3 separate regions of the Triticum aestivum genome follow, and regions 2 and 3 are each linked to region 1. The links are chromatin contacts, called in public Hi-C maps. All regions are on one chromosome and are shown on one strand. Each heading gives the region's core, a stretch centred on a gene start, on an enhancer-like site or on the middle of the called end of the contact. The rest is flanking DNA. Distances are from core to core; before and after follow the strand shown.

What was found. A called contact is a pair of places that touch in the nucleus more often than the background predicts.
Region 2: a Hi-C map of leaf shows a contact between it and region 1, with 5 times the contacts expected there. The contact joins the enhancer-like site here to the promoter of LOC100037599 in region 1. A contact is called at or near these places in 2 of 5 Hi-C or Micro-C datasets (both in leaf) and 1 of 1 datasets of contacts at active chromatin or transcription factors (leaf).
Region 3: a contact with region 1 is called in a Hi-C map of leaf, with 5 times the contacts expected there. The contact joins the promoter of LOC123124712 here to the promoter of LOC100037599 in region 1. A contact is called at or near these places in 2 of 5 Hi-C or Micro-C datasets (both in leaf).

What each region holds. Positions count from the first base shown.
Region 1 is chr5D:295,988,647-295,991,571 of IWGSC CS RefSeq v2.1, reverse strand. It overlaps LOC100037599 (transcription factor WRKY19), which reads right to left and starts at 1,540. Exons shown (of 3, transcript XM_044541194.1): 1 at 1,076-1,540; 2 at 851-982; 3 at 1-442. The coding sequence starts at 1,377.
Region 2 is chr5D:295,829,727-295,832,691 of IWGSC CS RefSeq v2.1, reverse strand. No RefSeq gene overlaps it. Among protein-coding and RNA genes, the nearest start is that of LOC123121289, 91 kb to the left of the region's middle. Within about 2 kb of position 1,296, at least 8 of the 8 cell types and tissues checked have an H3K27ac peak or open chromatin away from gene starts, as enhancers often do. A contact at or near this core is called in leaf, where this site is marked.
Region 3 is chr5D:296,193,251-296,195,996 of IWGSC CS RefSeq v2.1, reverse strand. LOC123124712 (L-type lectin-domain containing receptor kinase IX.1-like) reads left to right here and starts at 1,393. Exons shown (of 2, transcript XM_044545284.1): 1 at 1,393-2,746. The coding sequence starts at 2,470.

The DNA of each region.
Region 1 (2,925 bases), core at 291-2,790:
GAGCTCGGACTGCGCATGGAACGGGGTCATGCACATGTGGTTCGAGCCCGAGGTCGCCGGCGAGGGTTCGAGCGACGTGGGCATCGACACGAAGCAGTTCTCCGGCGTCGACGGCGTGGAGAACGGGTGGTGCTCCGGCGGCGTCATGCCGCTCACCGCCGGCGAGGAGAAGCTGAAGGGCGTGGTGGCGCTCCAGCCCTGCGCTCCCGCCGCCGTGAGCCCCTCGGTCTTCACCGTCAGGCTCGAGCTCAGGCTCTGCAGAAGGCTTTCCGCGCCCGGGTTCTGCCCGGCCGGCTGCACCGCCGCCGCCGCCGTCTTATGGACGCAGGTGTGCTCGCCGTGGTAGATCACGTCGAAGAGCGCCGGGTCCTCGTCGGCGCGCTGCACCTGCTTCGTCGCCGCGCATCCCTGAGTCTTTTGGTACGTGCAACGGTAGTACGCCCTGCAATGTTGTGCACGATCCAGATCAGGCACGGCGAAAAAAAGAACACCATGGCGGCATGCCCAGTTCTGAACTCTGAACTTTTTTCCCTTTTACAGAAAAGTTCGCGATTCTGAAGCCAGAACAAAATTACTACTGGCACAAAGCAGCATCACGCCATCATCATCACCTATCCAATAACAGCAGCTCCTTTCGGAACATATCCAATCGGACGCTGTGCACTCTCTGCCCTATTCCTATCTGACATGTGGACGCCATGAATTCGGGAACAGTGTCCCAAATCCAAAAGAGAGATCTCCATCATCTCACGGAAGGAAAAGCGAATGATTTCGTTGCCACTTCGGAAAGCATGTGCAATTACTATTTGAAACGAAGGATGAACTTTGGCCGAAATGCGCCGAGACCAACCTTGGGTGCTGGGCTCCGAGGATGTCCTTCTGGCCGTACTTCCTCCAGCTGCGGCCGTCGTCGGCGGGGGCGTCCGCCCCTCCCGCCGCCGAGCTCACCCTGATCTGACGCCCCCCTTTCTCCGACGTCTTCCTGCGAATCCAAGAACAAGAAATCACTCAACAATCCAGCAAAAAAGATTAAAAGAAAACAGTTTCTCTGCAACTGCGAGGGGTTTTGGGTCACCTCTTCTTGTTGGGCTTGAACGGCGTGTTGGAGACGCCGCTGAGGGGGCTGGGCGTGGGGGACAGCGGCGGCGAGTCGAGGCCGGCGCCGGCGGCCGGGCGCTTGGGGCCGTTGAAGTGGCCGGACCTGATCATGCCGATGGACCTCTCGGTGACGGCGAAGATCTGCTGGGCGAGGAGCTTGCAGAGGTCGGGCGAGCCCCCCAGGTGCACGTCCAGCTGCTTCACCAGCTCCTTGATGTGGCTCAGCTCCGTCACCACCAGGCCGCTCCCTCCTCCATTGCCCTCATGCACGGCCTCCATCTCTATCTGCTCGGGGTTTCTTTCTCGCCGGTGCAGGATTCCTATCTGATTTCTCAGAGCAAATGTAAGATCGGAAGTGTGTGTCTGTGTGTGTGTGTGTGTGTGTGTGTGTGTGTGTGTGTGTGTGTGGAGAGAGAGAGCGCGGAGGAGAGGCAAAATGGGGATGTGATCGGGCAGAAGGGAGGATGAGCTGTATTTAATGGGGGGAGGAACCGCGTCCGGGAGCAGAAACAAGAGGACAGTGACCGCGGCGAGCTTAGCAGGGAGTGATCTGATTGGCCAGTGCCATGCCGAACCGGGTCGGAGTTAATGGATTCCTAGATAAACGGTTGTTGCTAGCAAAGCCCGGGCCCTGCAGGAGCTTGGACACTGATTTATTTGTTTGGGCCAACTGCACCTGCACCACAACAGCAAAAATGTTAAATACAGCTCCATTTTTATCTTGTAATTTTGCCATGAGTTTAGAACCTCGAATTTCGAGGCACATAATGTAGCAAAGCATGCTCATACTTTGGGGGTTGGCCATCACGCTTTGTTAAGCCAACCCAGTGATCTTCTCTTCGTCCCTGTAAACATTGTGACGTATGAATAAAAGCTTTGGGAGATTGTCTCAAAAAGGCAAAAAAAAAAGAAGAAGTTAAATACCGAAAGAAATTCCCCGTTCGCTTTGTTTTCACAGCTTCAAGGATTTTCATAGATATTTCGGAGAAATTTAATTCAGGCATGACATCTTTCCTGGGGGAGGTAGGAGACCACACACTTTTCCTTTAGATAATAGAAGAGTAATCTCGCAAATTTCTATGCACTGCCCCAAGGATTTCTAACAAGAGGTGGTCCCATGCAACAATTTCTCTCTGTCTTCCATCCCATGGACTTTCTTTCTCTTAAAGTTTCTGTAAAATTCTCATATAGAATCCTACGGGCTATATTGATGCTTTCATGTGTTTTAGTGTTGTTTTGAAGTTGTATTCACAAAGCCACGTCACCGGCATCGCATCGGTGTCCCAAATTAAGAGACCTTTAGTTGTCTGGAGAAATCAAAACGATCCTCAACAGGAGAATGAAAATGGGACAGGCAATTCGATGTCGAGACCTAGCTATTGGCTATATACGCGCTTGGATTCTTCTTAATAGCAACGGCAGACGAAGTTGTTGATGCCCGGCTTTTCGGAACAAGGCGGCGCGCCTTGTGAAAAGCCCCGACTCATGTTGTAAACCACGGCGGTCACATGACTGTACATGGATGGATCATGGACGGACGCGTACGCATGCATACATGTCTTTCCTTTGCCACTCCTAGAGGCCACATATATGCAAAGTAAATCGTCGTGATAGGCTGATAGGTACCCGTACACGCTCAAGGCAGGCATGTGATGTGGTAGCGTTGTCTTGTTCATACCGGGAATGATGGAGCCGAATGGTGCATGGACGCATGCAAGAAGGTTCGAACCGTCGCTTTCCCGCGTGTTCGGCGATGCTTCCCGGCCGATACACGCCGCACCTTTTGGTTGCGATCTTGTGGCGAGACCGTGAGCCTGCTTTTTCACT
Region 2 (2,965 bases), core at 47-2,546, 160 kb after region 1:
ATAGACGCGTTACCTGACCATCCACATTGGCCATTTTTATTTTGTATTAGCATGCAAAAATTTCAGGACGGGTCACTTCCAAAAATTGGCACGGACCCATTAAGCCGCTGGCGCTCCCTGCCAACGCTGCAGGAATCTTAGACCAAAGGAGAGATGGATGTGGAATTTAAAAGCTCAGTTGCCCATGATGCTGACCAATTTCTAATTTTATTATTTTGTTGAGAAATCATGATGCTGACCAATTCCATGTTGCCCCTTTGCATGCTTGAACAGGAACCACGGTAGCAGCTGGCCTTCGATCCAACCAACGGAGATATTTATCTATCCATGCAGAAACTCTAAACTACGAAGGGTTCCTGAGAGAACCAATTTTGTATCCCAAAGTTGGCGCATGTGCCCTCAAGCATTTCTCCCGCCGTTATTCAGGTCCGATCGATCAGTGGACTTTTCAAGTATCATTCATTAGAATAATCATAATTATTAACGTCGCAGTTAATTTCCGTCTTCGGCAGAAGAATACCTTGGGTGCATTTTCGTCTGTGTTAATTTAGTAGGAGTAGTATTCTTTTTAGAACTATTTTTACTTAGTACGAGATCCCATTGAAAGTTCAGTTCTACCGTGCAGGAGTGCATGACATGAAACATTTTTATTTTGATGATATTTAGCCACCCGTGCGCGCTTTGCCGCTTTGTGGGCGTGGAAATTGGCAAAGGGAACGCCTTTGCGTGGTGCAAGAGACCCCCGTTTCTAGAGGGATTTAAAATTCAGAGGTAGTACTAGTGGGGGTCTGATGTGTGGTGAAGTCAGAGCTAGCATGCACGCCATTGGCTGCTGGCGAAGCGAAGCAACCTGGAAGCTGACCAGGTTCATGCATCCTTGCGCGTGTACGTCAGCGCCGGGAGAGCCACTGACGTCGGAGAGAGAAAGCAAGTGGTGACCGATCGATGGGTATCTTCTCCGTACCTCAACGATGTGCAGTACTGTACCAACGCACGCACTGCACGTACCGTACTGGTAAGAGTAACATTTCTGAGAATCTCTGGTTCTACTGTATATGCGCGGCTTTGATGAGTCTGCTATATTTGTTTCCCGAAGCGATTCTCTAAGTCCAGCAGCAGAACAGCTTAGCTAGTAATTAAACTGAAATGGCGTCGGATTTATTTTAACGGCGCATGGCGATGGTGGGAAAACATCTGACGGTTGAAAACTTCGTGGTAGTTCCTATACTGTCCTTGAATGTCCACCCTCTGTTGTGTACTCCACAAATTTGTACTGTAGCAACAAATAGAGCCACTGCCACTCTGCTAGTGTGCAACAGACATGACAGGGGAAGCATCCGTGGAGAAATAGGCCCACCACAGACTGCGCGCAAGGAAAAGATCAGCAAAGGCAACAGTTATTATGTGTGAATGCATGCATGCACGTTTTCTACTCTACGGAGATGACACGGAGAGCCTGTATGAGTGTGGGTGGGAGCCACTGCCAAAACAATACGGTACAAGTGGAGTACAGTACCCACGACAGGGACATTTTTCAAATCGAAACATAGATTAAATAAGTGGTTCATACTTATATCTCTGGAAGGTGCACTGGTTTCCGCAAACAAAAGATGCAGGGGTTTTCGCAAACTGTTTGCTCGTTTTCTAGCATTCTTTTATCACCCCCTAGACATTTTGAAATTCGAATGCGATGGAACGGCCGTGAGCCTAGCGCACAATATGATAGTACTCCCTCCGTTTCAAATTACTCGTCGCAGAAATGGATGTATCTAAAACTAAAATACACGTGACTAGGACTATATCACCCCCTAAAATGGATGTTCCAAATTACAAACTCAGCAACAATGTCATATATCAACCCTGCCTATGCTAAACGTGACTAGGACTATATTTAATTTATGAGCGGAAAACTACTTCTGGTCGGGTAGCCCAGTTTGCCCACACAACCGATTAATTAGATCACCCTCGAAATGGCAAGAGTGGCCATGTGAGCGTGACACAACATCAGTTCCCGCGGGATTCCCCGGCCACTTGTGGGTGGCCCCGCCCACCCCCACATACATGCATGCATGTACCCACGCGGCTGGCTGCAGAGAGTGATGAGCGTCGTAGATGCTCGCAGCTCCCGAGCTTATTTCCCACATGGCACTAAACACCTGTAGGGTGAACCCACCCTCCGTTGGCTCCACTGTCTATCTGCCTGCAACTTGGGAGGGGAGTGCCAAGTGGTGGTGGCGATGGGCGCGCAGGCAGCAACTTGATCATAAACCACTGGTCCCTCACTCCCTTGTCAACTGCAGCCATGGAATGCAACAAACAAGCCTTTTTTCCCCCTCTTCCGATCGTTCAAAACCGGCCCCGGGTTTCCTACTAACTACGCATCGATTAATCAAGTGACAAGGCGACAAGGAAAGAGGGGCACCGCGTGGCTGGCCGCGTGCGATCTCCACCGGCGGGACTGTGACTGGGCCGGGAGTACGCGGCGGGCACCGCGTGGGGCCATGCCAATGGATGCAGCATCTGTGCCACTGCCTGCGTAGGTAGAGTACGCGCGGGCAAGGCCAGCAACAAGAAAAGAAAAGGCGTCGTCGCCTTTACTCGACCCGATGGAGTAATTATCCCCTTCCTTCCCAGTACAGTCCATGGGTGTACAGAGTATGGCACGACGCGGTCTTGCTCCTGACCGGCCCCTGCTGCCTCTGCGTGCCGCGCACATGGGGGACATAGCACACGCGCGCCGTGTGTTGCTCGCTCTTTTCCTTGGAAGTTTTCCGTCCGGGTGTCGCGGGATGCTCTCTCTGGCGTATGAATGACCGGTAAATTTCCCAGGAGGCGGGTGTCTGCTTCTAGAGGGGTGGGGGCTCGGTCATGACTTGGACGGCCCTGCCAGTTACGGCCACAGCATACCACGCACGGCGTACTGCCTACGTTCCTTTTCACTGAGTTCTTGCCGTCCCGGCCTCCA
Region 3 (2,746 bases), core at 144-2,643, 200 kb before region 1:
TACGTTAACTTCGAAAAATCTTAAGATGATAGGCTTGTGTCTAGACTGTAAATTTTGATGTACTTACAACCAAAGAATGAAATTTAAACCTAAACAGCTAAGTGAGCTACCGGACGGTGACCTCGTAGGCATGGCCTCCAAGGTCGTTGGCACCTTGGTTGATGCTTGGTCTGTCATCGTCGCCGCTGATGTTGTTGCTATCCTTCAAGCATTGAACGTCCATCCAGTGGTTGTGGTAGCCCTGATCGGTCATCGTTGTGTGCTTGTGCGACAATCACTTTCCTTTTTTAGACAATCGACTGCGTCCAGCTAGCAGCAACGGCCGGGTGTGGACTCCAGCCCACGCTGCCCGCCCTTTGCCCTTGTCGACGAGGGAACAGGTGGTGCAGTTGGACTTGGCCAGCTCGATCTTGTAGAGTTGGTTGTTGATTCGGCACCGGCGGTGGCGGACGTCTATGCGATGGTCCTGGACCGATCGTCGACCCAGTTCGATGCCATGTTTGACGCCACGAAGGACGAACGTATATTTAAGTGTGTAAACATTTTATAAATGTCACGAACACTTTTTCGAATGATATGAAGCTTTTTAACAATTAAGTAAACTAAATTTTGCATTTCATAATTTTTTTACAGTAAATTCATGAACATATTTATAAACTTCTCGCAACAAACATCTTTATAAACTTGTGAGCATTTTAGTAGAATTACACAAACAGATTTTTACATTTCATGAATATTTATTAAATGACTGAACATATTTTCGAATGGTATAAAGTTTTTAAAACTGCACGGACAATTTTTTGCATTTTAAAAATAATTTTAGTGCATGGAGTACATTTAAAAAATAAAGCAATTCATGAAATATATTTATATTTAAAACATTTAAAAATATAAAATAAGTAAAAAACAAAAGGAGAAAAGAAACGAAGCAAACCAATGAAATCAACAAACATCAGTGTCTTCCGTAAAAAAACAAACGTCAGTGTCAAAAAACATTTTATATTATAGGACGAAGGAAGTGTGTTGTTGCCCCGTTTTGTAGGCAAGCTCCAATCACAACATGCCATGCGAAAAATAGAGGCGCCTGGGTAAACATGGGCATTACCCTAAAAAAAGGTAAACATGGGCATTTGTCGGGTCGGGTGCCTTGCAAAAGCCTGACCTTCGAAAGTCAATATACAAGCACAAGCCTGGCCTGAAGGAAAGCAATCCATCCCTTAAGCCCCAACCCAAATTCTGTCCGGGGCTGCAAATGGAGGCCCGAGCCGGGTCGGGCTGCCCACGAGGCCTTTTCTCAAGAAAATATTACAGAGACGGCCGACCAATTTTCGGATATCGAACTCGATACAAAATCTCAGCCCAACTGTGTGCAAGGCCCATAGGCGGTGTCACCACAATGCTGCAGTAGCACCGATGGTCATGGAGGAGCGGCGGCGTGGGATGGTTTACCGTGAGGCCGCGGCGGCGCCGGTGCACGCCACTACGCCAGTAAGAAGCAAGCGAGGGTCGTGTGGCGGCTGGAGAGGGATGACCTCTACTCCGGCGCGGGCCCGGCCTGGTTATGGTCTCATGGCCGCGCGCAACCAGCGCCTGCGGACGCTTCCCGTCGCTGATTGCCAGGTGCGCTAAGGTCAACCACAGGCCAAACCATGAACTTCAGAAGACGATACTCAATCTCCCCTTCGTACCAAGTGCTGGGAGATTTCTGGATTTATTGCTGTTAAACAAGTTCGTTATTTATGTCCACAATTAGCCATTTTTTGCTGATTCACTTAGCAGAGGGAAAGGGATTATATATCAGTAATAAACACATCAAGGACGCGGTATGGTGGAACATATATTTGTGGTACTATACTAGTATATGAAAGGGACCTTGCTCAACATGGCCGGACCTGCATCGAGAAATTGTTTCATGTTAAGGTGGGAATAAAATTTGGGTGTAAATGTAGTCTGAAGAAATTAAAAAAAAATCCTAAAACAGATGTTTAGTTTTTGCTTCTGAGATCACCATGTTCTGTGTCCCTGTAAGGTGTCGGAAAATTCTGTTCATTCATCAGGTTGTAACAAAAGTTGGTTGCAAATTAACAAGCCAGCGAACGTTTGTCCATGGGAAAACGGGGTTAAGCACTAATGCAAGAAGTACTCCCAAATGGCGAACTTTCTCCCACCTCTACGCTGCACTGCCCATGTATTTTTTATTTGTTTGTTTGTAGTTTGTCTATGGCTTATTTGGGTGCTCAGCTGCATTGCACAATCAGGATATTAGTTTACGTCTTCGCAGTTTCTAAACCTGCCAAATGGACCAGCTGGAACATTGTTGCAAGCTTTGGGTGGTTTGAAAAGGTCCATGCTACCATGTAGAAAACAAGGCCTTGGCTGGCCGGCTCCATTGCAAAAGCTTGGTTTCGTTCTGTTCAATTCTCCTACCAAATGTAGTTGTCCTCCCAAACACCAACAGTGGCAGCAGCAATGAGTTCTCACCACTTTGTAATCATGGTGTTTTGCTTCTGCACCTTATTGTTTTCCATCCATGTTCCTTATGCTACCTCACTCTCCTTCAACTTCAACTTCTCTGATCCCGGCTCCTACTGCACCCCGGATGCGGATATTGCCTGCGCTGGCGATGCCTTCTTCCATGCCCCTTTCATGGAGCTGACCATGAACGATATCAGTGAAGGCAACAACCACAGCATCGGTCGCGTATGGTACGCGCAGCCGGTGCCGCTCTGGAACAAGGCCACCGGCG